Regions from separate parts of the Gossypium hirsutum genome. Here region 2 is linked to region 1. Evidence: chromatin contacts called from public Hi-C data. All regions are on one chromosome and are shown on one strand. Each heading gives the region's core, a stretch centred on a gene start, on an enhancer-like site or on the middle of the called end of the contact. The rest is flanking DNA. Distances are from core to core; before and after follow the strand shown. Region 1 holds the start of LOC107947875 (NPL4-like protein 1). Region 2 holds the start of LOC107947922 (protein TRANSPORT INHIBITOR RESPONSE 1).

Region 1 (3,037 bases), core at 289-2,788:
TTGTTCGTTGCATCGTTTGAAAGGTTGTTACATAATTTCTGTCATTATTCTATTTTGTTTTAGTGAAATTTCGTTGTTGTTCTTCAAAGTTAGAAATTATTTTTGTTTGTCTAAATTTCCATTAGTTGTGTGATTGGGGGGGTTTGTTAGGCAAAGGTCTTGGGAGAAATGTTCCTCTAGTAGTCTAAGTTCAAGTAATTGTTTTTGATTCGTTAGTAAGTGTTAGTTTTCTATGGGGGTTTGCATTGAAGCTTTTGACATGTTGGGTTGATTGTTGTTCTTATGTGAATTGTTTTGTTTAAGTTGTTGATTGATCCTCTGATTTTTGTTTTTAGGCTTTGGAATCACTCTTGTAATAAAAATAATTTTTTAAGATATTCAAATTTTGATAATATTTTGTGTATTATTAATTTTAGACATGTGTTATATACTAAATTACACATAATTATTGATACTTACGCTATATTATCATACTATAATCCATTGTAATTGTATTATTGATAATTAATAAAATGTAATCATTATACCAATTGTTGAATATATGTATTAATAAAGATAGTATTTTTCTATCTATATTATAAATATTTAAAATTTATTTGAAACTTTATATTCATGATAAATGCAACTATATTGATAAATTTAATGGCCAAATTGCTAAAATATTAATTGTCTGGAGAATTATATATATTAATGCTACTTTTGGTTACTAGTGTAATAACACGAAAAAAAGCTTATTTAACACATATGTTCTAAAGTAGTTAGACATAAAAGAAAGAATAATTATTACGAATTTAAACATGCAATTAGAAAGATGAGTAAAAACTCATTGTAGAAAATAAAACCTCTTTAAAATAAGTGAAAAGTTTTCTTTTTTGTTTGGCACAAACAAGTCATATGAGTGGCTAAAAATTATCAATTGTGATTAAATTTTTAGCTAACCAATAACTAAAATATGTGGATGCAATAATACTTCAACCAAACATAACATAATAGTTTTAGTAATAGTTATATATATATATTATGTAAATAGTATATCATCTATTATAGTTAGCTTTTAAAATTGATTTAACCGATCAGATTGAATCAATTCAAGCAAATCAATTAATAACTTTGATTTTGATTTTAGACCAATTAATAGTTGCTTTTTGATACAATGACCAATTAATAGTTAAATATATGTATTAATAGTTTTAATATATATTATTACATTAAGTAATACTATATCACATAGCATAATAGTAATACAAAATCTTTTAATTATTATATATTATATATTATTAATTATTTTTTTATTAATAAAATTTTAATATAAATATGTAATGCTTAGGATTATATTTTTATAAAATAAATAATTTTTATATAATTATATTAATTATTAATATTTATTATCGTCTTACAATTATAAATTCTAGCTTTTTCAAGTTTTGGTTCAAATTTATTTTAGGTTTGAGCGTTCAAATTTTTTTGAGTTTAAATGTATAATGGGCTTAAACTTTTTCGAGCTCAAATTATTAGGAGTTCATTGTTGAGTTGAGAACGTTGACGTTTTAGTGTTGCAACAGTAAATAATTTGTAGAGGTTGAAAGGAGGACTAAAAAGAAAGTTAATCCTGGAGTAAATATATCTCTTTCGTGTCCTAGTCGTGGTCTCCCACGGCAAGCGATCCAAGTACTTGTTAGCTTTTCCTCCAAGTTCCAACTCAACTCTGCCACTCCAAGAACTTGTTCTCTCCAACACTGACTCTTTTCTTCTCCATTATAAAAAGTAACTAAATCTTCCTAAAACTTTCAATTCTAATCAAGATTTCCAGCATTCATAAACGCCGCCGTCTCCACCCCAAGATGTTGCTCAGAATCCGCAGCCGAGACGGCCTGGAACGTGTCCAGGTCGGCGGTCCTCATGTTTCAATCTCCCAATTGAAAGCCTTAATCGAATCCCAATTCCAAATCCCCATTCATAACCAAACCCTTTCCACCGATCGCAATCTTCTCTTGGCTAAAACCCCCGCCGATCTTCTCCGTTTCACCGACATGTCCGACCCCTCCCGTCCCCTCTCCTCCTTGAACCTCTCCCACGGCTCCGTCGTTTTCCTCTACTACCAGGGTGAACGCACCGTCCGCGGCGGACCCCCCGTCTGTCCCGCCGGATCCTTCGGGCGTAAGATGACGATGGACGACCTCATCGCTAAGCAGACACGGATCACCCGCCAGGAATCGCCTCACTGCGATTCGGTTTCCTTCGACCGCGATTCCGCCAATGCTTTCCAGCGGTACGTCAACGAAACGCTGGTGTTCGCCGTGAAACGCGGCGGCTTTATGTACGGCACCGTCTCCGAAGAAGGTAGGGTGGAAGTCGATTTCATTTACGAGCCGCCTCAGCAAGGGATGGAAGATGATTTGATTCTCTTGAGGGATCCCGAAGAAGAGAAATTGGTTGATGCCATTGCTGCTGGTTTAGGTAGGAAGAGGGTAGGGTTTATTTTTACCCAGACGATAATGCAGGACAAAAAGGACTATAACTTTTCCAACAAGGAGGTTCTACAGGCGGCTGAGCTTCACGCTGAGAGTAGGCTGAAGGAGTGGGTGACTGTTGTGGTGAAGCTGGAAGCCACTGAAGATGGGGATGCCGATGTACATTTTGAAGCTTTCCAAATGAGTGATATGTGTGTTAAGTTATTTAAGGAAGGATGGTTCGTGACCGAGTTCGGGGAAGACGATGATCCAAAGCTTTCCAAGATGAAGAAAGAAGTCGTCGTAGGTGGGAAGGATGTTAAGGAGGTTGATAATGATTTCTTCTTGGTGGTGGTTAAGATTATCGACCATCAGGTGATAATTCTTTATTCATTAACTGATATTAACCAATTCATGTTGTTGAATTAGTTGCTTTTTATGGTTAATACTTGTGTTTATGATTAACCTATTGATCTCCAAGGTGTGAATGCTGCATGTGAAGTTTGCATTTTCACTATAATTTTAGCTGTTGAATTGCTTGCTCAATTTGTCATGGGTGCTAAGGGTTGTTAATGATTCAGCTAAGG
Region 2 (3,037 bases), core at 180-2,679, 300 kb before region 1:
TGCCCACTCAAATCATCAACTTCACTGTCTCTCAAGTCCAGCTCTCTCAGATTCCTGTATCACAAAACCAGATTTGATTCATATAAACAAGGAATTAAAAAAATCGACCAAACCAAATACAAAATCAAGAAGAAAGTTTCTTTTTTACAATTGAACTTACAAGAGAAGAAATTTGCATATTCTTTAAGCATCTAATTGCTCAAACCATACAAGAAAATAAAGTTCTAATCTAGGAACAAAAAACAAACAAATCCCAAGATGGAATTAAAATAACATACAAAGAAGGATAAAAAAAGGAAAAATTTTGAAAAAAGAAATACCATAAGAATCTGCAGTACCAACTTGGAAAATCAGTCCCTACATCCTCAATTTACAAAATATATTATTCATCGTTTATACAGCAAAAGCAAAGCCCACGTTTCCCAGAAATAACCGTTTAAAATCTGGAAAACAACCCCCGAAAAAGAATCTAGGTATAGAAAACAAGAACAAGGAATCCTAGGGGGAAAGGGGCATTTGAAGTGAACAAAACTCTACCCTTCTCAAAAATCACAAAGAAAACAGAAATGTAGCTAAAACCAAAAACAAAAATTGAATCTAACAAAGACCCAAGGTTCAATTCTTTGTCTAACTGAAAAGCAAAGTAAAAGCCAAACAAACGAAGTAAAAAAGAGTTTATCAAACTCACTTGCAGCTAGCAGCAATGGCAGCGAGCCCATCAGTTGAAAACCCTTCACAAGAAAAGAGCACCAACACTTGCAAATTCGTAAACGACTTAGCAACAAGCTCCAGGCTCTCGTCCGTGACAACCATTCGCTTAAGCCGGATCTCTTCGAGCCATGGATAGGCTCCAGCCATTTCCGATATCCATGGAAGTACGTACCCGCCCCAACCGTCCGGTACCAGATTGAAGTCCGCGAAGTGTGGCTTCCCTTTTAGCTCAATGGATCTGATATCCGGGAACCGTCTGATCACCATCGTAGGGCTGACGGCGTAACAGTTCCCCACGAATATCTTCCTCCGACACCACCGTTCGATCTCGTACCACGATTTGCACACCACCGACGCTGCGTTCCGGTCCTTGCCCGAATGTATGAACGAGAACACGTGCTCCAAAATCTCGTCGGGGAACGAATACGCCGTTTTCTTCTGCATTTTGAAAAATCGAGAAAGAGAAACAAAACACACACACACACGCGAAGAGAAATTAAGCCTTTTTGGATTAAAAATATACAAAAGAAGATACTCTTTTTTGCCTTTTGGTTTGCCGAAGATTGGGGTTTTCTTAAGCTTTAGAGTTCATTTTCAGATCTGAAACGCCATTAATGAAGCTTACAGTGAGAGCAGAGGTTAAGGAGCTATAAAGAGAGAGAAAGTGAAGTGATATGACAGATACAAGGTGAGAGAGGATAAGAATTTTTATTGATGTGTTGAGAAGGGTGGTTAGATTTTAACAATGGTTAAATATGTCATGTCAAATTAGGTCTAATTCTAGGTTTAGTCCCTTTAGTATGTTGAAATTTTGAAATTTATCTTTCTATGTATTTTTTTACATAACTTTGTACTTTATTAGTAAATCCAAATTCAAAACCTCAATTGTTACTTTATCTCTTAAAGGATTTAAACATTATTGATTGAATTTTTATGTGATATAAACTGTATGATCATATAATACAAAAAAAAAGTTCACGTTAGCACTTTAACAATATCAACAAACAATTTTATCGAATTTAAATACACTAATAACATTATAAAAGTCCCAGTAAGAAGCCAAGTGATAGGAAAAGATAGCCAATTAGGGTGATATTGTAAAAAATTTATAACAAATCATATCAAATTAAAAATAAAATAAAATGATTAAATGTCAAATTTTAGTCTTACCGGGGACTAAATCAGAATTATAGCGAAAGGAAAGATGAGGGTATCAATTTTTTGTGGGGATAACTAATGGACGTTTAAGATAGAGACACGTGGTGGGGGAGAGATGCGGGCCATATGATGGACGGTGTGAAGGGGAGATCTTATCCGTCGGCAACAAAGCGGAGCCGCAGAAAACGGGTGTATGGAAGAGCGTGTAGGGGCAGATGTTCAACGAGATTTTTGAGGAATATATCGGGAAGGAGATGGAACGACGAGATATTGATACGCGGAGGGCTGATAAAATGTGGTGATGTGTAGGGGAGAGTGGTGGTGCAATGAATCCCATGTTGCGCGTAGCACGGCTGGATCGGAGGGATCTCGATATGCGGGGACCACAATAAAAGGGATAAAATATTATTATAATAATAATGACAAAAAGTCGTAAACACTGTGATTGAGATTTCTCAATTTTGATTAATTCAAAATAAAAAATGATTAGAACTGAAATATCAAAACTTAAAAATTGGAGTCTCAATTTAGGGATGATTTAATTAAAAAGTAATGATGTTAATTATTAAAACACATAAGAAATATTAAAGTGCATTGTATTGTCTACCAGAGGCCATAATGAGGAGATGGATAATATTTTTGTTTCTATTTTGACTTCATGGGATATGGGATAATCATGCCCATTATTATTCACTTCTATATTTAGTCTTCAATTAAACTAAACAAACTCCTTATTACAAACAATAATGATTCATTCTTTTTTCGCCAATATTTGCTGAAGAGATAAAGAGTTGTGTTTTCATTTGCATACATTAACCAAATAATAAACACAGCATATATATATATATAATTTTGTGTAAATAAATGTTATAAACGTTGTTTTTTCTTTTTTTACATTAAATTAAACGTATTCCAACACCCCATATTTTAAAACAAAACAAAACCAAAAAAAAAAAAAACTCCTTATTGCTTTTCATATATTAATCATTGGTTAAGTTGAAGGCTCCTTATCTCACGTTTCCAAGTGACAAACATGTGTTTAAGTTGCTTGCAAAAGTTGGAATGTTACCTGATTTTAGGGTTACCAAATTAGGAACAGTGTGATTGAAGAGAGTCTGTGTTTATTGAATTCCTATTATTTTATTCCATATTTAATTTCTTTAAAATT

Evidence for each region. A called contact is a pair of places that touch in the nucleus more often than the background predicts.
Region 2: a Hi-C map of leaf shows a contact between it and region 1, with 2.5 times the contacts expected there. The contact joins the promoter of LOC107947922 here to the promoter of LOC107947875 in region 1. A contact is called at or near these places in 6 of 34 Hi-C or Micro-C datasets (hypocotyl and leaf).

The regions. Positions count from the first base shown.
Region 1 is chrA08:92,854,251-92,857,287 of Gossypium_hirsutum_v2.1, reverse strand. LOC107947875 (NPL4-like protein 1) reads left to right here and starts at 1,538. Exons shown (of 2, transcript XM_016882384.2): 1 at 1,538-2,825. The coding sequence starts at 1,842.
Region 2 is chrA08:93,149,858-93,152,894 of Gossypium_hirsutum_v2.1, reverse strand. It overlaps LOC107947922 (protein TRANSPORT INHIBITOR RESPONSE 1), which reads right to left and starts at 1,429. Exons shown (of 3, transcript XM_016882423.2): 1 at 689-1,429; 2 at 1-54. The coding sequence starts at 1,155.